2 separate regions of the Mus musculus genome follow, and region 1 is linked to region 2. The links are chromatin contacts, called in public Micro-C maps. All regions are on one chromosome and are shown on one strand. The core of a region is the stretch at or near the end of the contact, and the rest is flanking DNA. Distances in the headings are between cores, read along the strand shown.

What was found. A called contact is a pair of places that touch in the nucleus more often than the background predicts.
Region 1: a contact with region 2 is called in a Micro-C map of granulosa cells, with 1.8 times the contacts expected there. The contact joins two enhancer-like sites. A contact is called at or near these places in 4 of 484 Hi-C or Micro-C datasets (cerebral cortex, cortical neurons and granulosa cells) and 1 of 115 datasets of contacts at active chromatin or transcription factors (trophoblast stem cells).

Annotation. Positions count from the first base shown.
Region 1 is chr2:65,188,942-65,192,987 of GRCm38.p6, reverse strand. All of the region lies in intron 1 of Cobll1 (Cobl-like 1), which reads left to right. Among named protein-coding and RNA genes, the nearest start is that of Gm13594, 43 kb to the left of the region's middle. Within about 2 kb of position 1,312, at least 48 of the 459 cell types and tissues checked have an H3K27ac peak or open chromatin away from gene starts, as enhancers often do. A contact at or near this core is called in granulosa cells, where this site is marked.
Region 2 is chr2:64,960,504-64,964,776 of GRCm38.p6, reverse strand. The region is part of intron 2 of Grb14 (growth factor receptor bound protein 14); the gene reads left to right. Among named protein-coding and RNA genes, the nearest start is that of Grb14, 60 kb to the left of the region's middle. Within about 2 kb of position 2,391, at least 28 of the 459 cell types and tissues checked have an H3K27ac peak or open chromatin away from gene starts, as enhancers often do. A contact at or near this core is called in granulosa cells, where this site is marked.

The DNA of each region.
Region 1 (4,046 bases), core at 63-2,562, 230 kb before region 2:
AGTGTCATTTTCTCTTAAGTCTCTTGTGTGATTAGTGGCACACATCATTGAAGGATTATAGCCACAGTCCATGGTATAAGAATAGACATTGCTGGCACCAGGATGCAGATGGAGAGGCCGGGGTTCAGTCTCTACCTTTCAGTTGAAGTGCTAGTTATTCATCTTACAGAGATTGGTACATTATAAAGTCAGATAATTCTGTTGTTTAACAAAGAAAGTTTGCCACCAACTTTTCTATGACTCTGTCATTTCTAAGTGTGTGTTACCTTGTCCTTATATGTTGGAAACCGCATGAATTGAAAGAGGTTCTTATGAATTATGAATAAATAACTAAATAGTTTATATGCATGCTGTTTTGAAAGTGTCCCTTTAAACTTCATTAGTATTAACACATGCACATACCCCTGTCATCTAATTGAAAATTGCTTTTCTAGTGGTGATATTCATTGTTTGTAAACTTCATAGCAGTTTACAAAGCAATGTTCTGCTAGGACTGTGTATTCCTGTAATCCTAGCCACTGCCAAGGTGGAGGCAGGAGGGTAAACCAGCTTGAGCAACCTAGAGAAATCCTGTCTCAAAACGAAATTATAATAAAAAAAAAAAGTGGGGGCTGAAGGCAGTTTTTAGTGATTGAGCAGTTGTTTAGCATGCTTGAGTTCCTGAATCAAAGCCCTGGTAACAGAAAGGAACATAAGGACTTGTTTATGGTCTCATGAGCCTGCAGGAAGTAGGAACTTATGCTGGTCTGCATTGTTTAATGTCTTTTCCATTGGTGTTTCTCATACACTCATTGTTTTTCATGTTGTTCCTTGTCTTCATATGGGCCTGGCGGCATTGAGAAGGAGTTTACATGCAGCTTATGGGGAAAATATGATTGCTAAAGTCTCTTCAGGTAAACTGTGTTTTTAGATCACTAGTGATTTACATTGTTCAGGATTTAAGTTGTGAGCCTTGAGAAAGGTGACACGTTATGATAATTGTCTGTTACAAAATGTATCTCAAAGTTACGTGAAAATACTTGAAATTAAGTTGTGTTGGAAATGTAATTTACCAAATTTGTAAAGTGGCAAATAAAAACTGTAGGATCTTTTGCTTGTATTGAACATCTAAGACAGTTTTAATTTCTCATTTTGAAAATTGTCTTGGAGCCTGACACCTGCCTTTAAAGAAGAATTATAAAGCACTATCATATCGAATTCTTCTGGGTGAGAGAAGTTCCGTTCGTTCTCACACTGGAGAGTGGAGGTAGCCCCAGAAGGGAGAAGGTGCCTCTAAGGCTGACTCATTCCCTTGGCCTGTCTGGTCCCTATGGATACGCTGGATACACCACAGAGCCTCCTGTCTCTTGAAGGATCCTGGAGGCTGATTATCTCCAGCAGGAGATAAGGTTGTTGTTCTTTTCTTTCCCCAGCAGAATAGGGATCCCTGATTAGGGGTAGAATGGAATTTCGGGGTAGGAACGTTTATGGGTGGGGAGCCTTGGGTGTGTCTTCCAGTGGAATGTCTACTCCAAGAAGTGATTCCAGGATCTGGTGGGCCTGGAAGGGAGTCAGTCCGGGGCTGGAGCAGAACAGGTCACTTAATCTTCTCCCTAAATATTTATTTTAGTGCAGGGACATGTGAAGGGCAGTGTCTGCAGGCAGAGTTTATGCTCAAAAGTATTCTCTCTAGATCTAAAGCATAAGTAGAAAATTGTAAATATTTAAAGCTAGACATTTTATTTAGCCCGAAACCATTTACTAATACTTTTTTTTAAAGGTGAAAAACGTTTTCCTCCGCGGGACATGTAATGCTTAGGGCTCATTATAGATGCAATTTACACAAATGCTATATAATTGTTACCGCTCAGTGTGAATTTGAGGAAATCAAGGCTTGAAGATCTAGAAGTTGGCTCGAGCTTACTGAGTAATGGAGTCTTCATTTGGATTCCTTTGCCCTTGAGTTACTTGTTTCTTAATCACCACCCTATATTGAAACAGTAGCCACTTTTAATTATGTGATAGTTGAAGCCCCAACTTTGTTCTATGAGGAGCCAGTGGGGATTGGTTCTGGGCATGCTTCTACTTTCTTAAAGCCTCATTTGCTGTGTGTCTGTCAGGCTGTAGTTTCCTGAGTCCAGACAGGGTGACTTTAGAACCTATGAGAGCAAAGGAGCCCTCAAAATTAGCAGCGTGATAGGCTGTTTCATTCTTATGTTAAATGTTCTTATTATTTCTTGAGACATCATCTCACTGTGTCACTGAGGTAGGTCTTGAACTCCCGAACTCAAGGAATCCTCAGGGTCCTGGGTAGCTATAGTTAGAGCATGTGTGATACCAGGCAGTATGCTGACCTTTAAAAAATAAGTCCTTGAGCGTCAGGAGTTGAAGGAGGCTTTTGTCTGTTGTCTGCGTACTGGTTTTCTAACTTGAAGTGCATTAGAGAATGTCCATTACCTTGCTGGTAAACCATTTCAGGACTGGAGAATTCAGCTTACTGGACGAACTTTCCTTACTAGTAATCTCTCCCTTGGTTAGTTCTGACTTTTACTTTGGAGGTAGACTAAGTTGTTAGACATTACAACAAATCATCTTCTAGACTTTATGATTATATAATGAAATGGTTGAGAGCTGGGATTGTAGCTCAGTGGTGGAGTGTGTACATAGAGTGTTGGAGGGCCTGAGTTCCCGTCCCTGCATCACACACCATCAGTGTGCACCGCCCCCCCCCTCACACACACACACACATACACAGACACACAGAGACACACACACACACACAGACAGACACACACACACATCTTATACATAAAGGAGTTGCACACTCATTTGATCTATTTCATATTTTAATATGAATGTGTGTTTTCAACTTTCAGTTTCAGGAAATAAAGGGATGAACATACACTTTTAATATTTTTGTCTTTTTTGGTTTCTAGAGTTAGGGTCTCAGTACGTAGCTCTGGATGTCTTGGAACTATGCAGACCAGAGTGTCTTAGAACTCAAAGAAATTGGCTTGCTTCTCTCTCCCTAGTGCTGAGATTTAAGGCACAAGTCACTACTTGAGCTGATGCACACTTTTAAACGGAACAGAATTTCATGAGAAACTGTAAAAAGGCTGGCATCTTGGGGTAGAACGGTCTTTAGGAGCAGTGAAGCCAGGGCTATCATGTGCAGGGATGCCATTCCTGTAGCCAACCAGAGACATGACGCCTGTGCTAAGGTCAGCAGGTGGGAAGGCTGCTTCTCAAGTACAGTTAGGATCCTGAATCACAGAGGACCACAAAGGGGACTCTCGGTAGCTCAGATCCTGTTCATATAAAAACAGCATCTGCTTTGCAGCTTTTACACTCAGCAGTGACTGTACGGGGTTCCTCTCAGAGGCAGAGCACAGCGGCCTTGCTGAGATCATGTCCTTCCTGCTCTCTGGCCTGCAGATCTGCTTAGCAGAGCCCCGGGCGGAAGGGAACCTGGGCTGGGGAATACTCTGGGTTTTGGGTCTGTCGTTCAGGAAGGTACACAGGAAGGAAGCTGATGCTGGGGTTTACCCAATCCACTGTAAAAGTGTGATGAGATGTTTGCTGGTTTCCATAGCCACATTTCCTGACCTGTCTCGTCCCCAGCCATCATGAAAATGTCACCTTTGGTCCTTTTATTAGAGTCCCATCGTGCAGAAAGTTTACTCAGTTTCTGCTTTTCTGTATACTTAGGTGAAAAAGAACTCTTATCCATGCCATGGGTGTGTTCTCAGTGAAAACACATTAAATGTGATTAAGTTGTAACACTTAGCTTTAAGGTTTTTTTTTTTTTTTTTTTTTTTTTTTTTTAGCTTTAAGGTTTTTTGAGAAGCTGATTTTTACAGCACGTGGAAGGAGTTGAGGAATGCCAGGAAAAACTATATGTAATACATAACATTTTATATTATATCTTATATACTGTATTTGTGATTATATAATACCATAATTTAAATATATATGCATAATAAAAGTGGGCTACTCAGAATGATGCATTATATAGATACAATATATACTTACACATTTATATAACTTATCTGAATGGAATGAAACCT
Region 2 (4,273 bases), core at 1,142-3,641:
ACTCTTTCCCCTCCTCCCCTCTCCTTTTGTCCTTCTTTCTCACTGTGTGAACTGATTTGAACTTTTTCACTTACACATGTATAGTGGTTATTCTGAGAATAAATGGTTACTTAAAAACTGAAAGGAGACATCAGGATAACATTGTGCCCAACCTAAGCTTAACCAGTGGTTTTCTGCCTTAAGTGTGGTTAAGTGTTTGTTAGCATCTGAGAAGGTTTGTATCATGTAAAGAGGAGTTAACCCTACATGACTACATGTATCTTAAAACACTGACTATTCAGAGACAGGTCTTGGATGACGTCATTGGGAAATTAGCAAGGGATTTTTGACTTGACTCTGTATAATGTACATTGGATTCAAATGCACAGAAATGTGTGTGTGTGTGCACGTGTGCACATATGTGCATGTGCACATAAGTATGTGGGGGTAGCTTAGAATGGAAGCTTATACCTATGTGTGTCCACATATGCACATGTGCACATATGTATATGGGCATAACTTTGGATGGAAGCCTATATATGAGGCAGATTTGCATATGTGGCAATGTGGAATCTCTTTCCAGGTCAACTTTAGGACATGTCCACTAGTGAGACTATAAGGGGCTACTTTTGTCCAGGAATGCAAACTTATTTGAAACATCCCAAATCTTTTCCTATTGCATTCTGGCCCTAGTATGCAGAACTAGACCCCTGGCTACTCAGGTTCTTGAGTCTTGATTTGTTTGCTTTGACCAGGCACTTTTTTAAATGGGATATTTTCTTTATTTACATTTCAAATGTTATTCCCTTTCCCAGTTTTCCCCGATCCTGGAAACCCTCTATCCCATCCTCCCTCCCCCTGCTTCTATGAGGCTGTTCCTCCACCCACCACCCACTCCTACCGTCAATTCCCCTACACTGGAGCATCTATCAAGCCTTCACAGGACCAAGGACCTCTCCTCCCATTGATACATGACAAGGCCATCCTCACATATGCAGCTGGAGCCGTGTATATTCCTTGGTTGAAGGCTTAGTCCCTGGGAGCTTGGGGGGGTGGTTCTGGTTAGTTGATATTGTTGTTCTTCCTATGGGGTTGCAAACCCCTTCAACTCCTTCAGTCCTTTCTCTAACTCCTCTATTGGGGACCCACCCACCGCTCAGTCCAATGGTTGACTGTAAGCATCTGCTTCTGTATTTGTAAGGCTCTGGCAAGGCCTCTCAGGAGACAGCCATATCAGGCTCCTTTCAGCATGCACTTCTTGGCATCCACAATAGTGTCTGGGTTTGGTTACTGTATATGGGATGAGTCCCCAGGTGGGACAGTCTCTGGATGACCTTTCCTTCAGTCTCTGCTCCACACTTTATCTCCACATATGCTCCTGTATTTTATTCCCCTTCTAAGAAGGACCGAAGCACCCACACTTTGGTCTTCTTTCTTCTTGAGCTTCATGTGATCTGTGAATTGTATCTTGAGTATATGGAGCTTTGGCAAATGGATGGAACTAGAAAATATCATCCTGAGTGAGGTAACCCAGTCACAAAAGAACATACATGGTATGCACTTAGTGATAAGGGGATATTAGCCCAGGCACTCTTTATAACTGTCAAACGGAAGCAGAGCAGCAAGCAAGCGACTGCTAAGCCAAGGCTACTACACAGAAGGTGTGGCAAACTTCCATCCTGTAGTCTTAAAAATAAATAACATTAGGGATGAACTTAAAGACCTTGGGTTAGTAGGAGCTTGAGGGACCTGACTACTTAAAACCCCAATCTTTCAAATGTGAGAAAAGGTCTGGGGCAAATCTGCTGTTAGTAGCTAGCTCCCCTTTCCATTATGGTTCTGTCACCATCAGCTGTTGAGCAGTCAATTCTCTTGCCCCTATTGAGGAGAGCCTTGTAAAACTTCTATTTTAAACCTTATTACTGTATTCTCAGATAATTTTGAGAGGTGCTTTGTAATTGGGGTGTGGCAGATTTCGTTCTCCATTTTACTGGTCTGAAGGGAACCCGGTGCTCAGCATGTCCGGATGAGACCACCCTTCTCCTTGGTCTGCTGGCAACTGTGAAGTGTCACTAGTTCTGCTACAGCAAACCCAGTCTTATTGTTGTTGTTGTCATTGTTGTTATTATTATTTGCTTTTCTTCTTCCTCAATACCTTTTCTCATACTATTTGCTTTACCCAGGTTCCCCCTCCCTCTGTGTTTCAACTTTTTACACAATGTCAAATATGACAACAGGCCACTTTAAGTCCCAGATTGGGTTTTGTTCAGCTGAGACTTTCTATGAAAACTTGCTACTATTTTCTCTTTGGTCTGCATGTGTGGTTTCAAACTTGAGGGCTCAATAGTGTTGTTGTGGAATCCGTAATGTCTCACTTGGGGTTACAGACAATGAGTCTATTCACCATAGAATAACTATTTCATTTGTCCATTGTGAGCCCCGTGTTCTGTGGGCTGCTGGAGAGAAGATAGGAAGCCGCTGTGACTGATGTTGTGTGGTGTTCTGTGTAGCAATGGCTTTGTGGGTTTGATGGCACAGGTACACCACGCATGGTATAGACATTCTGGCCTTAAACTGGAAAAGTCATTGACATTTTCCTTCCAAGAAATAATGGTGTATCTGAGACTTTAGGGAAGAAAAGTAGGTTTCAGGGAGATAGTTCAGATAGTACCAGTAGTCAGTGCACTATGTCAAAGCATGCTGTGTTCTGGAAGGAGCTAGGCACTTGTAAGAAACTGAGGGTGAGTGGGGGTGGGGTTGGGAGTGGGGGTGGTGAGATCAGGGAGGAAGGAGCAGGTTGTGTGGAATGAAGCTGAAAAGCAGACTAGGATAAGGCATGGTCTTTGTTATGTCAGTTCCCGAGAGTCAATATTCGTGACATTTGCGTGTTTTGAACGAATGTAACTAATTAAAAATGCATAGTTTCTGCTCAGGCATAAGGATTGTTGAATATTTCTTTCAAATTTCCTAAGACTTTGTTATGTGGTGTCTCTAAGCTATGTACTCCTTTGCTCTCAGTATTTCACACCTAGAAAAAGTTGAGGAAGGGCGCAGGGAGCAGCAGCTTTGCTGGAGTTACTGAGGGCTGCTGGAGCAGCGTTCTTTTGGAGATTCATTGTTTGAAAAGCAGAGATATGGAATAAGAACTAATGAACGCATTATTTCCATCCCCTTAAGCAAACACACAGGCTTGTTTAATTCAAAATCCTTACACTGTCTCCTCTTATCTCTGGCCACAGCATTCCTTATTTAGAAGAATGTGAAGATCCAAGGCTGCTCTGACCTTGCTATAAAAATATTCATATGATTTAAGTACATTTGCTCTCTGTTTAAAGAAAAAAAACAGCAAGAAATCTTGAAGCATCAGAAAATGTTTTGTAATCTTTCTCTAGTTGCTCATAACTTTGGAAGAGTTATAGAAACAAAATGAGCTCCACTTTGGGTCCTAGTGCAGGGAACTCTTCTGTGGACTTTTTGTCTTAACTTTAATCTTCTAGTAATTATACGTTAGTGATAGAAATAATGGATACATAGGATTAAAGAATGAAACTTAAACACTGGAAGATACACTTAAAATATGTTTATCACATTATTTTAAATACAGTACTAGTTAATATTAATTGAGCTCAGATTTTTTTCCTAGACACTCTAGCCCAGGAGCAACACAGTCCAGTCATGCTCCAGTCATCATTCCTCTGTTTGCCCTTTTTCTTCTTTCTCTCTCTCCATTCTATTTGTTTTTTGTTTTAATGATTGATCTCATACACTTCCCCACTGTGACAAGCTGTGTTCTCTCTCTTATTCTCTGAAGAAGCTGAGGACAGTGAGGGCAGGACGTGGGGCATTTATCAGTTTCCCAGGATGGCAGTTTGGAAAGCCCTTGGCAAATACTCATTGGACACTCCTGATGCATCCCCAAAGCTCTTGAGTGCATCCAGCTTGGAAGGAACTGGGGATCCTCTTGCATCCCATTGTTGTGGTCAGCTATGGGGGGGGGGGGGAGGGGGGTTAAGGAGAGGGGGAGAGACCTTGTTTAGTGTCTGCTCTGTCTTCCTGGGCTTTTCCATATAATAAACTTCTCTGAGAATCAAATTCCAGGTAATTTCACAGAAATCCAGAGTGTTCTGAGAACAAGGCAGTGTGTATTGCCCTCACTCTCAGCCTCTCTCTTTCTCTCTTTATTTTGGTTCTTTTAGACACAACCTTCAGCTTATATTTGAAGTATTTTGTCTCTAAGTCTAGAGGTTGTAAGGCCCTCGAATGTTTTTCTGAAGTCAACCTTTTTTTCTTCTTC